2 separate regions of the Gossypium hirsutum genome follow, and region 2 is linked to region 1. The links are chromatin contacts, called in public Hi-C maps. All regions are on one chromosome and are shown on one strand. Each heading gives the region's core, a stretch centred on a gene start, on an enhancer-like site or on the middle of the called end of the contact. The rest is flanking DNA. Distances are from core to core; before and after follow the strand shown.

Region 1 (4,541 bases), core at 1,241-3,740:
AATAATAAGTAATTTAGTCCCTGTGCATTATATAAAAGAACAAACTAGTTTTTTTTTTGAAAAGTTTATCTATTTTTACTGTTAAACCTGGTATGACAAACAAAATAACCAAACACTTATCGATAAAATTTTTAATAAAAGAACCGATTGACTCTTGAATCTAACGTATAGAGACTAATCTACTCATGAGACGAAATACAATTTTATTCTTATTACAAAAGCCTCCATAATATTTTTACCATATATTTTTTATACCCAAATATCTTAAGTAACACTCAACTTGAAACAAATTTATAATTGGTGATATTGAATAGTGAATGTGGGAATCAATTTCCAATGTAAAAAAAGGTAATTGGATTATATTTTAAAGTCATTGGCATGGCTAAATCCAAGTGTTTTAGACAACTTTTTATTTCATTCTTTCTCAAACTACAAGCTGTTATCATTCCTACAACAAATGGTACAGTTCTTAACTATGATTCCAGGTATGATTGTAATTACTTGATTATGATTTAATTTTTTGTATTCTCAAATCTCCTATAGGGAATCAAAAGAAAGTTGATATCATAACATGGCACATGCAGATTCATCTGACACAGAAAAAAACTGTAATCAACTCTGCCAGGTTAACAGAAAACTGCCGCACTGATAATGCTATAAAAACGTTTTTGGAGTCGGTGTTCCAGCCAAGTGTTGATAATTATATAAGTGTAGAGTTAGGCCAATGATGAGCTAGTTTAGACTTGTTCGATGTTTCAGAGAATATCGCCTTATTAGTTCATAATTAGTCAAATTAATAATAATCTCACTAACATGCTTTCACTATATTTTAATCGAGTATTGGCATAATTTTAAATCTCCATTTCTCCATTTCATGAGTTGGCACAAGTTCGTAGTGAAGATTTTATGCGTATGATTTCAAAATTATATAGAGTTGAAATTCGGGAGAAATTGAATAAATGATCCTTACCCTTCAATTAAATATGTTATCAATCAACTTTAAGGTTTCACCTAATGTTTTGATTTTTTAAATATTTTTATTCAGTCTCTTCACTATGATTTTTAAATTAGACATTGATGTTGATGATTAGGGTTTAAGGATGATGACATTTACTCTTAATGAATCAATATCTATACTACCATATATATATAGAAGGCCTTCCACACTTGTCATTGCTATTTTTTACATTATTAACAAAATAGTTAAATTTCAATTCTGAATCTTCTATTTTTTAACTATGTAAAAATATTAAATTTTAATTTTTGACATAATTTTGTACTTCGACATTTATAATGTCATTAGTTAGTCTAAATATTTTATTCTAATTAAACTATCAAATGTAAATTTAAAGAATTGTTAACATCGTTAAATTTTTTGTTAAATTCAAGTCAATTACATTGTTATTTTTGGTGACACATGATTATCGAGTGAGTACTTTGTTTTTAAAAAAAGGTAGAATGTCACACCAACAAATTTAATAGAAGAATTTTAACGGTGCTAATAACTAGATTTGAATTTTTAAATTTGAAAAATAGAGGGACGAAATTCCAAATATACAGAGAGAGTTCTATCTTTTTTTTTTCTTTACTCTTTTTCTCATTTCTTACATATCAAATAACTAAATTACCCTCTAGAACAACATATTTCGTTGCTTGTTCTTCAAAGAATGAAATCAAATTGAAGCATATTAAAACTTGGGGAGAACTTCTATATTATGGTATATATTTGATATTGGTAGCTAAGATTATTCTTAATGAATTAAAACCTAAGGAATGACATCAATAATGCGTGATGTTCTTTCATTAGCAAAATATTCAAACGTCAAAATTCAATACATGCTGTCGTAAGTCTTACATGAATTTTTGTTCCTCTCAATTATTAATAATTAAATTTAAATTATTTTATAATTTTATTTCCACCTCCAACAACATCAGATTCCTAACTTTGCCTTGCTGATATGTATGGAAGAAAACCTTCTTCTTTTTTTGTACAGTAGTTTTTGTCATTAGTCCCCACTTTCATGGTTGCAAAATGGAAAACTTATGGGGTCTTTTTCCATATCTTAGCCTGTGTGCTTAAGACTTAAAGAGGTTTATAAGTTGATTGCACATCGTTTTCCATTTTGATGAAACAACAATTGGTGGTTGAATGAGCTGCTGATCAGGAAGAACATTTCTCCAGGCTTCAATTACCCATCAATCATTTTATTGACTTTGAGAGACTTTTTTTTTTTGGTATTCATGTGGCAAGGAGAAGCTCTTCCCTTTCCCATTCTCTAAGCTAAGACTAAGAGAGTTTTGGGTTTTGTAAAAGGTCCATTAGGCCATCACCTTATACTTTTTATTCATCTTCATAAATAAAAATAAAAAGGATAATTCAAAGAGGAAAAAAAGCGAAGCCCATTTGGATCTTGTATGGTCAAACTATGGGCATGGCGGCCATTGATAGGACCCATGATCTTAAGGAATGGGATCCACTTAGATTTGGAATATAAGGGGTTGGTTAGCTTGAGGTGACTCCATCAAATGTACAAAATTACAATTGTATCATCACCTTGTAAAGAGATGAGTGGGGGTTTTAATATAGGTTTAGCTTTCATTTAGAGGGGCATATTGCGATTTATACTAAGTTCTCATAGCTTGTCAAACATCAAACATTAATGGCGCCTCAATGACTTAGAGGATAATATGAACTAGGAAAGTTGGGTTTTTAATTATTTGGAGGTATCGGAGACAGACATTCGAGAGGGGTCCCTTGTGCCATCAATACCCACCCTTCATGAATCCCCATGCATACACAATGGAAGGCCCGGCCACGTGAATTGTTGTCTTCTCCTAACATTTCTTGCTTGAGATCTTTGTTACAATTGTCCATTATCTTTGTCAAATGGACATAAATTGGAGCCTAGCTTAACCTAGTTCACAATTTGTTAATGCCATGATTTATGGTTAGTACAACTTTATACTGTCCCAACTCCCAACAAACATGAAATGAGAGATCTTGACTCTAAACTACTCTTAAAACTTTTCCAGGCCTTATGTCCAACTTAACTTTGCTTGTTTGTCTCTTAACTCTTGAAAGCCCCGCAAGAAAATTAGTCTTTTCGTGTTGGTTTGGAAAGTTGAGATATAGATATTTGAAGACCCTTTCGATGGAATTGTCACAATCCACTATATATGAGCTGCACCATGAGAACATAATCCGGAATTATTCTCTTTGGACCACCATAAGTTACCACTTTTAAATACATTTTTAGATATCTGACAAACATATAAATAAATGTAAAATAGATATCAATTAAACTAGGTCTCAAATCTCTACAGAGTTCATTCGTTATTATTGTGACTTTGATTAAAATACATCTAACTTGTAGATACAGAACAATTCTAGCTTTTACTCTTACAAGATGACCGATTTTTGATGACCTAGGTCGTAGCCATGATAGGAATCAAATCAAACTGATTCTCAAATGATTATTTTCAACACCATTAGTCCTTTAAAGATTATAGACACCGGCGAATTAGTGGGCATCTTTTGACTTAGGGATACCTCTGTTTCCATTATAACTTGCTTTAGAAGCAAGAGAGTTTGTAAAAACACGGCGTTGGTAATGCCTCCACACCGTAGAAAAAGCTCGCAAGACACACGAGCCAACAGGAGACAGTGTGTTTCATGGGCCTCATAGTCAGTCTTCTCCAAGTTTGGTAAGGGAAACTGAGTACTCAAACTTTATAAGCAAGGGACGGAGGAGTTAAAAGTTGAAAATCTATGGATAAAATAAGAAAGAATACATACCCCCGGGCAGTCCCCATTTTACACGTGAAAACATAATTTACTTTATCTTTTTGCCTTTGCTCTCAGCTCATTCTGACTTGTTTCATTACAAACGGTTTGCGAGTTGGAGTGGATTTTGTTTTCCCTTTCTTTAGAAAAGTTGTCCAAACCCGTTTGACTCCTTGAATATTTGATTTCCAAAGGCCAGACCTCAATTTTGTTAGTATATATTCATTTGTTTTATTAGGGATGTGATTGATTGAGCTTTGAGGGTGCTACTTGGAACAAAAAAAAGAAGCCTAAACGTTGTCTTTTTTGCTTTGCTAAGAACAAATAGTGAAATTCATGGCCTACACGTTTTAAATATTGCAGGATTAGAAGTCAGTTCAAATGGAAGGCTTAAGCTGATAAAATTAGTAGTATCAAATTATGGCCTTAGCGTTATATCATTTTCTGCCTCAATTCTCTCTCCCACTATCATTTTCCTCTTCTCTTTTTTTCTTTTTTTTTTTCTGTTTTTGTCATTGCACGAATGGATTGGATACCTTTTGTGGCAGACACCACGGAACCCACAGCAAAACTTCTTTCAAGATTCCCGGCAAAGTCAACTGCAAGCAAACTACGTAGTGGATTCTCCCACCACACCCCGTCTTTCATATTTCCGGATGACTGCCCTGTTATTCCTTTAATGTATTCTTTTTTTGAATCATAGATAGAGCTACAAATAGATTAGATTCAAGTTTTTAGTTCACATTCATCTCCATAC
Region 2 (4,541 bases), core at 1,475-3,974, 220 kb before region 1:
ATCGAGATTGTCTTCATTTGTTGTCCATAAAATTCTAGTTAATAAAATTGGACTCCTCATAAAAGACCCTACAACACAGACCTGGAGTTAATCGAGTTCACGAGTCCTATTTTACAATCCTAATTTAATTTAAATTTTTTTCCTAATTGAATGAAATTGTTCGAGTTAAATTAAAAAAAATTAAACATATCAAATAAAAATATTGTTACACTATAACTAATTTCATGTTAGAGCACATAAATTTGAAACCATATATATTTGAAATTTTTCAAAACAAACAAAAAATTGAGTATGATAAATTTGAATAATTAATTAGGTCCCAAAATTATTATTTTAGAACATTCTTAAAATTTTAAATTTTTTTAAATTTTTTAGAATTTTTATAATTTTTTAAAATATAAATTTTGAAATTTTTATAAATAATTTTAATTTTTGAAAATTATTTTTGAATTGTTTTTGTATTTTTTGTTGAGAGAGAGACCAATTTACTTATTTTCAAAGTTGACAGGGACAAAAAAAGTATTTACACCAATCTGTTATTTAAATTATTCGAATAACTCGATTCGATTAATTCGAAATTCAATTTTTTTTTATTTTTTCAAATCAAATCGAGTTTTACTCACCCCTAAACACCACCATTGTAGAATCAAACGAGATGACTGTGTAAAGCAAGATACATTGTTACAGATCTCAGTTCTTAAATGCAATAAATAGAGCAAGACTTAAGATCCGAATAAACAGATTAACAGCTAAAACAAGCTTTGTATTCGAGCACAAGAAAAAATTATTTTAACTTAAAAGACTAAATCAAATGTATAGGTTAGTATGAAACTCAACCTGTAAAAAATAAAAAATAACAAAAACAAAAAAAAAACTACCATACTAGTATAATTTTGAAATTATTAAGAAAAATAGTATTTTTTTTTGTAAAAGTGTATATTATATGTATTTTTTAAAAGTAATTATCTCTAAAATTCAAACCTGTGTATTTTCTTTAAAAATGTAATGTGTTTTATCTTTGCACCTAACCACTTATTAATCATATATCTATATATATTATTTTCACTTGCTTTGCTAAAAGCCATTAAGAAGAGTGCGTTTCATTACTACGAATTCGTTTCATTTAAGTGGTTGTGTATCTCCTACTATTAAAAAAAGTCCGAGATACGCATTTCAATGGTACAAAATTTGACGAAAATCCTGTTTAATGCTGAAATTACGATGATCAAAACACCATGTTTCAGAGCAGGAACCAGAGCTGCCCTTGTAATGCTTGAAAATGGGTACAAGTAGTCAAAACAGACATGCAAGTTGAGCTATCAGGCAATGATCGAAGCAAGACTACGAGCGCCTTGAAGTTGAAGGATCGTTTTTAAGCGGCAACAATCATATATGATTCCATCTGCAGTGCTGTATTATGCGTAGGTTGAGTGATAGGATCTCATCCTATTAGCATGAAAATCACTACACATTCTTCCTTGATGCTACTATGTTTTACACCATCTTTCTTAACACTCTTTTTCAACAATATACTAAATGTTGGTATCAATGAGTTGTTATCTACACACTTCTAGATGTGATATTGACTTAAAGATGGCAGCCCCCATTGGATCTTGTTGTGCCATGCATACAAATGCACCATTATAATTTTATCCACAATTTTTAATACATGAATCATCACCATTCTGCTTTGATCAATATCTAGATATATAGTTTTGTTTTAGTAAGTCGAAATGGCTGCTTTGCATGTGACATGGAGTTAGATATGCTGGGTTTGGTGGGATCATTAATTAGAGGTTGGGGTGTCCTTATCAGAACAAATAATGATAACAATGTACCAAACATAGTCTAGAATTGTTTATTCTGGTGATTCGTGGCCAATTTTTCCACCTTTAGCCAGGCTTTCCTTGTATTATTATTTATGTTTAACTTAACTAGCCACCAATTAGAACGGAATAAATACTTTTATGTGCAAATATAATTTTACTTTTAAAATTGGTTCTGTCTGTGGTCTTACTTTTTTTTATACCAACTTGGCCCTATTAAAGCCCCTTGAATTTTTTTTATTTTTAAATCGAAATTGATTATACTAAATTTTAGACTAAATTCGAAAGTTTGAAAAGTTCATAAACTAAGGACAAAATTAAACTTTAACCCTTTTTTTGTGTGAGGAAAATATGAACATAAAAAACAAAACAGGCATGAAAATATTTTATATTATCTTCTTGTCAAATTTAAATTTATTTTCTATTTCCCCCCTTGTAATTTAAACAAAATCAAGATGGTAGCACCTAATTGCTTGCCTTCTCTTCATAAGGAATGATTGTGGGTAATAAAGGCGAAATTATGGACATTAACTCTCCACCTATTTAGATGCCAAAATTTTTGTTTAATCTTCAACAAAATCTTGTTTTAGGTTTAATAATTATATTAGGGTATCTCCATTTTCTCACTTTCTCATTTAATTGATTAAATCAACCTTGCAGTAAACTTCGACCGTATTCCAGATACATCGTGGGATCCAGGTATTCACCAATCAGGACACGTGGCACCCGATAACCGTTAGATCAAATCCTGCATGCTCTCCACGTGCACCCTCCCCACCCAAAAACTAACTAGCGTAGTTTGGCAGTGACACTAACTGGGTGACCTGGTATAAAGGGGGGAAGAAAATATCGACGGAAACAATAAGGGTACTTTCGTAAATTTGAGGATAATTCCCCGTTTAATTAAAGTTTATATTGCTGCCTGCCGGACTGCTGAGAGATACGTGGAAATACAATTACGTGTGCTCTAAGCGAAAGCTGAAAAGATTTATTTTAATTTATTGTTATTGCTATTGCTATTGCTATTTCTCACACTCTTCACCTCCTTCTCAATTGTACACACTGTGTTTTTGTTTATACAGAGGATTCTAAGCTAATTACTGGGTCTGCTTCTTTTTTCTTTTTAATTAAAAGATTCTTTTCCAGTATTTTTGTTGATTATAGAATATGATGATGCCTTGAAGAGTTGTTTGTGGCGAATGGGTAGTTGGGGTTTTGGATTTTGAGTTCTGAATCAGTTACAGAGTTTTTGAGCAAGAAAAAGAAAAACAAAACAGAGACAGGGGAGATGAGGAAATCGTTCAAGGATTCTCTCAAGGCTCTTGAAGCTGATATTCAGTTCGCCAATACCCTGTAATTTCTTCTTTCTTCTTCTCTTCCTTGATTTTCTGTAGATGAGCATGGCCAGTACCGATTCATCATGATTTTCCCCTTTTTTTTCTTTGAATTTTTTATATATACTTCCTTTCTGATTTTCTTTCAAAGTATGCAATGCGTGATACTGTTTCTTATATTACGCTATAACCTAGTATTTGAATTCTTGTAATCCGGTAAATTAACGTTTTATTACTTTGGGGGACTATAAAATTTCAGATTGATAGTTTTCATCCTGGCTATGGTTCCATGTTGAATATTTCTTTTCTTTTCTTTGCTTAATTGGAGTTGTTATTGGTAATTTTTGGTGTTTATTGGATGTTCATTGCTTAATAGATGGTTCTGTATTGAATATTAATAATGGCTCCTACAGTAATGAAAAGTGACTATTGTTCTTTTTTCTTCTTCAAGCTTTTAAGATATTATGGATATTCATTGCTTAATTAGATGGTTCTGTATTGAATATTAATAATGGCTCCTACAGTAATGAAAAATAATTGTTGTTCTTTTTTTCTTCTTCAAGCTTTTAAGATATTTTGATTATATATGGTTAAACTTATCCTAAAAGGAAAATACTTATAGAATTTGAAGCTTGAAAATAGTGTTTTTACCACACAAAAAAAGCCTAGCCAGAAAAGGGGAAAACAGAGGACACTGAATGACTTGGATGAGACTAATGAGTCTAGAACTTCCATTCAAAGGATTTGGGGGTCCTTCTTCCTTTTATGTAGCTTAATTACTTGTCTATAGTAGTTTGATCTGTTCTACATGTATATCTGTATTGATTAGCACATGATAGGGACTACATTATACTACACGTTATTATTTTTTGTTTTTTTGAATGATTAGGGCTTCTGATTATCCAAGAGAATATGATGGTGCCTGTCTTCAGATGAGATTATCTTACAGTCCAGTTGCACATTTCTTCCTTTTCCTTGTTCAGTGGACTGATTGTCATCTTGCTGGTGCCTTGGGGTTTCTCAGGATTCTTATATACAAGGTGATTTGCAAGCGCTTGTGTAATGAATTTCTGATGTTCTTGTCATATTCTAAACTTATAGCATTTCAAGGACGTTAATTTTGTGATGTTTCTTTTTCTGAAGGCTTATGCTGATGGTAAAACCACCATGTCTATTCATGAAAGGAAAGCTAGCATAAGAGAATTCTATGGTGTGTAAGAGGGGATTTGTTGTTGTTGTGCATAAGTTTGATTCATATTTATCATAATTTTTGAAAAAATGTTTACACTATTTGAGTGGTTTGGACTTTGGATTGTCATGACAGGGGTGATCTTTCCCTCGTTATTGCAACTATCTCGAGGAATTACGGATGTGGATGACA

The links. A called contact is a pair of places that touch in the nucleus more often than the background predicts.
Region 2: a contact with region 1 is called in a Hi-C map of leaf, with 4 times the contacts expected there. The contact joins the promoter of LOC107899529 here to the enhancer-like site in region 1. A contact is called at or near these places in 3 of 34 Hi-C or Micro-C datasets (all in leaf).

The regions. Positions count from the first base shown.
Region 1 is chrD04:47,782,485-47,787,025 of Gossypium_hirsutum_v2.1, reverse strand. No RefSeq gene overlaps it. Among protein-coding and RNA genes, the nearest start is that of LOC107899048, 23 kb to the right of the region's middle. Within about 2 kb of position 2,490, at least 3 of the 9 cell types and tissues checked have an H3K27ac peak or open chromatin away from gene starts, as enhancers often do. A contact at or near this core is called in leaf, where this site is marked.
Region 2 is chrD04:48,003,190-48,007,730 of Gossypium_hirsutum_v2.1, reverse strand. It overlaps LOC107899529 (E3 ubiquitin-protein ligase AIRP2), which reads left to right and starts at 2,724. Exons shown (of 5, transcript XM_016825270.2): 1 at 2,724-3,179; 2 at 4,050-4,200; 3 at 4,304-4,370; 4 at 4,485-4,541. The coding sequence starts at 3,115.